2 separate regions of the Mus musculus genome follow, and region 2 is linked to region 1. A link is a contact called in public promoter capture Hi-C data. All regions are on one chromosome and are shown on one strand. The core of a region is the stretch at or near the end of the contact, and the rest is flanking DNA. Distances in the headings are between cores, read along the strand shown. Region 1 holds the start of Ddx24 (DEAD box helicase 24). Region 2 holds the start of Serpina1f (serine (or cysteine) peptidase inhibitor, clade A, member 1F).

Region 1 (2,951 bases), core at 91-2,590:
TCTGGTCAACTCCCCTTGCTTTGCTTGCTCCCTCCCAAAGGTTTATTATTATAAATAAGTACACTGTGGCTGTCTTCAGACATGCCAGAAGCAGGCGTCAGATCTCATTACCAGTGTTTGTGGGCCACCATGTGGCTGCTTGAATTTGAACTCAGGACCTTAGGATGAGCAGTCAGTGCGCTACCTGCTGAGCCATCTCACCAGCCCCTCCTTTATTCTTTTTAACAAGATATCTCTTTTACGTTTTTAGGTGTATGTCTGTGCACCACGTGTTTGCAGCACCCACTGAGGCCAGAAGGGGGCATCAGATCCTCTGGTCAGGAATTATGGATGGTTGTGAGTTGCTATATGGGTGCTGGGAACTGAACACAGATCCCTCGGAAGAGCAGTCTGTGCTTGTAACCACTGAGCCAACTCTCCAGCCCGCCTTTTTTCCCCTCTCTATTCAGGGTGGTGTGCGGAAGCATTTTTGTTTTCATAAAAATTTCATGCATCTCTTTTTGCTCTTGTCTATCCTTTTGGCGTCTTGGTGAAAGTCCCTTGCCAATGACAACACTCTGTTATCTAATTCAGTGTTAGGTGTGTATCTCATAATGCTGACACGGAAAAAAAAAAACTGATCTAAGTTAAGATATAAAAGAATACATTTTCAGGTCTTCGGAGATGGCTCAGTGGGAAGCGTGCTTCCATATGCATGGAAGACTAGTTTATTTATTTTTTTAATTTATATGAGTACATTGCAGCTGTCTTCAGACACACTAGAAGAATACATTGGATCCTATTATAGATGGTTGTGAGCCACCATGTGGTTGCTGGGAATTGAACTCAGGACCTCTGGAAGAGCAGTCAGTGCTCTTAACCTCTGAGCCATCTATACAGCCTCTAAGACTAGTTTAAATCTCCAGCACAAACATCAAAAAACAATCAAACTAAACAGGCAAATGTATCGTGACCAGCTCTGTGCAGTAGGAAAGGCACTACGAACTGGAGAACATGGCTCTTTCAACCCAGGGTTAGGTGGTTTATAAATTAGGTAAGGAAATGTTTTAAGGCTCCAGGTAGTCAGTTACTCATGCATGTGGGACAGCTACTGCACACAAACCAGACAGCGATTACCCGGGCGCTTGCGCTCCCTAGCGTCCAGGAAGGAGCTCCGAAACATTGCCTAAACCATAAACAGGAAGCGTAACCTAGGCCACACAGGGCCCGCCCCCCAGCTCAGTCCTCCGAGTTCCAGCCAAAGTCCTGAGAGAGTGCCAATCAGATAGACGCTTCCGCACAGAGGCGGAACTTCCTTCCTTAGCGCGCACGCGTGCCCGGAGCTCCGCCCCGGAACTGCAGTACTGAAGCTGCTGCAGTTCCGGGTCGGGTTGGCGCAAACGGCCCGGCGTGTGAGGTGACTGCGGCGGTGAGTGCTCTTTGTGGGTTCGGAGCGGAGCAGGCCCTGGCCGGCTGCGGAGGGGCTCCCCGGTGTCTTCGAAGCATCGTGGCTCACCGGTGTCCCCACAACCTTGGTTGCCGGTGGCTCATGCTTTGCTGTGGGCATCAAGGCCCGGCAACCTCCCTTGAAGCCCTCGTGGGACTCTGGCAGAAGGCACAGGTCACTCCCCCGCGCCCTATTTCTAGTGACGTTCCCTTCACCTTGTCAAGGTGGGGCCGAGGTGCGGCGGGGGTCGGGGGGTCGCCGTGCGTCCCATGCCATCCTCACAGACGCCATGTTAAGCGGTTTTTGACGTGCGTCACTATTTCGTATTCAGATGAGGACCCAGTGCGATAAATATCTCATTATCCTCAATTTGTAGATAAGGAGACTGAGGCACAGAGATGTGCAGCAAACACCGAGCAGGATCCAGATTTGAATCGAGTTTTGCCTTACTCTCTCCACAATGTCCCTTTTCATTTAGAGAGGACCCATGTAGCGCCACTTCCACACAGATGAGTCGTGCATACTCAGACTTTAAAGACAGGGTCTTGTGTAGCCAAGGCTGGCTTTGAGCTCCTGATCTTCCATCTCCATTCCTGAGGGCAGGATACCGGCTATGTACGGTTTTACGCAGTGCTAGGGGGGGTGGAACCTAGGACTTGACGTGTTTCAACCTATCTGGCCAAGGCCAAGATGATGGAAATGGCACTTGTCTTGTTCTACCAGGGAAAAAAGCACGCCGTATCTCAGATTCTTACTCCGTGTTCAAAATGGCTTATCAAGCCTCTTTTGATACTTATTTTGTGTACAGTGTAAAATTAGTTATTATTAGATATTATCACACCCTTCTCATTTAGAAAGATTGTAACACTAAATTCTGAGAGGAGGTGGGTGGGTGGGGGTTGCATACAAAGTAAGTGTTGGAGCTAGGATCCTAACCAGAGATAGCTCATGTGTCCTTTACTGCCTGTGTCCCCTCTGCTCCAAGCCAAACTACCTATTCTGTGGGTGTGTTTCATTTTCTGGATTTGAGCATCTCCTCTATGTAAGTTAAGCCATCTCTGTGTCCTTGGCTGTTTGCAGGGTCTAGTACGTTTTAGGAAAGCGTGTGTTGCCCTAGAGCCTGTACCCCACAGTCACTAACCCAGAAGAACATTTCTTTTCAGCAACCATGAAGGTGAAGGAGACAAACTCAAAGCCAAAGTTGGCAAGCCGTGGCACGTTCCAGAGGAAGGGCATCAAGATTGTGGGGAAATGGAAGCAAGTGACGATCGACCCGAATCTGTTTGCAGATGGACAGATGGATGACCTGGTGTGCTTTGAAGAGCTGACAGATTACCGTTTAGTCAAGAATCCCTCCCGTTTGTTCTCAAGTGAGGAGACAAAGAAGAGAAAGGCCCAGGCTGTTTCAGAAGAGGAAGAAGAGGAGGAAGGACAGTCCAGCTCCCCAAAGAAAAAGATCAAGTTGAAGAAGCAGAGAGATGCGGCACGAGCTGCCGAAGGCGCTGCTGCCCAGAATGAGTATGAA
Region 2 (2,736 bases), core at 136-2,635, 270 kb before region 1:
AAGACATAAATAGTTAGGCATATATTTTAAATTAGCTTTCCTTAATCTGAATAGACCTTTGTAACCTTGAAACCTCATCATCATATAAAGAATATTTTAGAATATTTTAAGCCAGGTTTGAATCACACACACACAGGATGTTATAAAAAAAATGTAACTTTGAATTTCTAACATCAGCACACAAAAATCCATACCAACTTAAACTATGAGATTGTTTTGCTTTTTAGTCTAAAGGAGACACAATAATAAACAGAGTTCATTGGGACTAAGGCATTTTATAATTATTGCTATGGACCCAGTGACTGACCTTCTCCAACTAGGAAGTTCCTCACTTCCCCCAAAATGGTGTCATATGACTCCATCCACAGATCAGGCCAAAGATGAAGTCAAAGCCCTCATGATGTAATCAGCTCTAGAAAAACCCTCAGACACACCACTAGCTGTCTGAGCCCCGCCAATTCCCTAGGGCTTTCAAAGCCCAATCAAGCTGACCGTCAGAACCAACCAACACACCCCATGCTCCAGCAATGTGGTCTCTCCTTTATCGCAGAAGGAATGAGAGGTATGTTCACACTCCTGCTCAGGACAGCATGGTGCACACAAGTTGAAATAAACCCCTAAGCAAGCATCCAAAGGAATATTGTCCATTTGTTTTAAAAGGCCGAGAACTGTGTCTTCACGGAGTGAGTGTGGAGTATGCGGTTTACCAGGTGACGGCCTCTGCAGCCTCAAGACCCTCGCAGGCCTGCCAGACACAGTATGGTAAAGGTTAGAGAGGCAGGAAGTGCTGCTTGCATGTATGCTTTACATCTGGGTCTGGGACTGGGTCTGTGGCCCTGTGTGTGTATTTTAACGTGTGCATCTGGAAGGGTATTATGTGGGTTACAGGGATCATATGTACACACGAGGATGAAGGGATTTTATCCTCTCTGTCCTGAAGGCAAAGCCAATTCTCCTTGGAGTGGACACCAACACTTTTCCCTCTGCTACACCGAAGACCTCTAGACCTCGTCTGAAGCTCCGGCTATTATCCCAGTCTGTCCTAGACAACCAGGCTTGAATGCAATGCAGCACAGGTTCTAGTACACGCGTGCACAAGACTTCCCAGGTTGGGAGTGGGACTGATATCAGGCAGGTAATGATTACTGAAAATACCAAGGCTTGGCATATGTATGAACTCATGACCTCCTTTCAGCAACTCCCAGAGGTAGGCTGCAATAGCCACAGGGCTCCCTCCGTCTCCCTTCAAAAAGGTTGGCACTGGACAGTTCTGCTTCACTAAGTCAGTTCAGAGAAAGATAACCAGGTGCTTAGGTCACAGCAACACACGGCACACCATCTTCTAGTCAGGATTACAAGCTGCCCAAAGCTCTCCTCCAGCGTGAAATGTCATCATCACACACAGGGACGGAGCGTGCCCCACGCTCTGCTATGCCTATAAGTCCCCAGGGTGACAGCTACAGGGGAAGTCACTGCTGCATGATCAGCCCACAAGCTTCTCACTGCCTCCACGGACGCTACTCAGTAAGTCCTTCACCAGCCTCCTTCTGAGCCCATGGGCTGGGCACTGCCAACCTTACTACCTGTCTCCATACATCCTCCACACAGAAGAAGGAGAGGCAGAGATTCAACTCCTGAGGGCAAACCCAGAGGAGAACAAAGACCTTGTTCTGGGATCATCTGAGCACACAGAATACCCACTACTGAACACTGGGTCGGGATGCCTGGTTGTTTTCCCTCCTTGAGGAGGTCCTGGGCTGGCTCTGGGTCTCTTACCTTTGTGTGTACACCTTTAACTGGGGTGGAGGGGACTAAGGAGACACCTCCGGTAGTCCTATCCATCTCTCTCATTCCCACACCCCATATATGTTCATCTTGGACATCCTTCCATACCCAGTCCCATGCCCCTCTACCCAAAGTCATAGACCTCAACCTCTGCTTGTGAATTCAAGGACCTACACAGCTCCACACACAACTCTCTTAAAGGAGAAAAATGGGCTGCTTCTTCTTCTTTTTTTTTTTGTAAAAAAAAAAAAGCTGCTACCCTTAAAGGTGTGTTTCCCAAGACTTTCTATGGACAGCCCAGGACCCTAGGCCTGCCTGCCCCAGGGTCATCTGCCCTTGATCACCTGGGAAGAACTTCTGATCTACAAGGGAAGATATGCTCATTAATTCTTCACTGAGCTGTCGCCCTTCCAACTCCTCCACCCTCTTTGTCATTTAGGCTCCTGCTCTGATTCTGACCTCACAGTACTCCGGCTGGTCCTAGAGGCTGAAGCTTGGCAAACCTACAAACTTCCCCCAAGATCATTTCCAGGTACCAGTAACCATATCTATATTTATGTAACTAATCCCATTATGTTTCTGCTTGTAAAATGAAGCTCAAAAATTGATCTTTATTACAGGGAAAATTGATCTTTATTACAGGTCACATGGGTTCTGGTGACACGGCTTTTTGTTAAATGGGGCAGTTTCTCTTGCATTGGATTATTGTTGATGGGAGTGGAGTAGGACCCAGGCAGCCTGCTATGTATGGGACCTGGCTCTGCCAAAATTCCTGCTCATGGACCTTGAGCATATTCTTTAACCTTTCCGCCTTATTATGTTCTCATCATAATAAGTGGAAAACTGTGTAGCTCCACAGCTGGGACTGAGACAGGAAGGCAAAGTACTTTTATATATATCAGGGAAACACAGACCAGGAAGACATGACCTGCCCTGAGAGGTATCACTGGG

The links. Promoter capture Hi-C pulls out the DNA fragments that hold promoters and counts their contacts.
Region 2: a promoter capture Hi-C map of hippocampal neurons shows a contact between it and region 1, with 4 times the contacts expected there. The contact joins the promoter of Serpina1f here to the promoter of Ddx24 in region 1. A contact is called at or near these places in 3 of 39 promoter capture datasets (embryonic stem cells, epiblast stem cells and hippocampal neurons), 5 of 484 Hi-C or Micro-C datasets (the MC3T3-E1 cell line, cerebral cortex, myocytes and 2 more) and 1 of 9 other capture datasets (pancreatic islet).

What each region holds. Positions count from the first base shown.
Region 1 is chr12:103,424,236-103,427,186 of GRCm38.p6, reverse strand. Ddx24 (DEAD box helicase 24) reads left to right here and starts at 1,340. Exons shown (of 9, transcript NM_020494.4): 1 at 1,340-1,408; 2 at 2,590-2,951. The coding sequence starts at 2,595.
Region 2 is chr12:103,694,178-103,696,913 of GRCm38.p6, reverse strand. Serpina1f (serine (or cysteine) peptidase inhibitor, clade A, member 1F) reads left to right here and starts at 1,385. Exons shown (of 6, transcript NM_026687.2): 1 at 1,385-1,524; 2 at 2,225-2,317.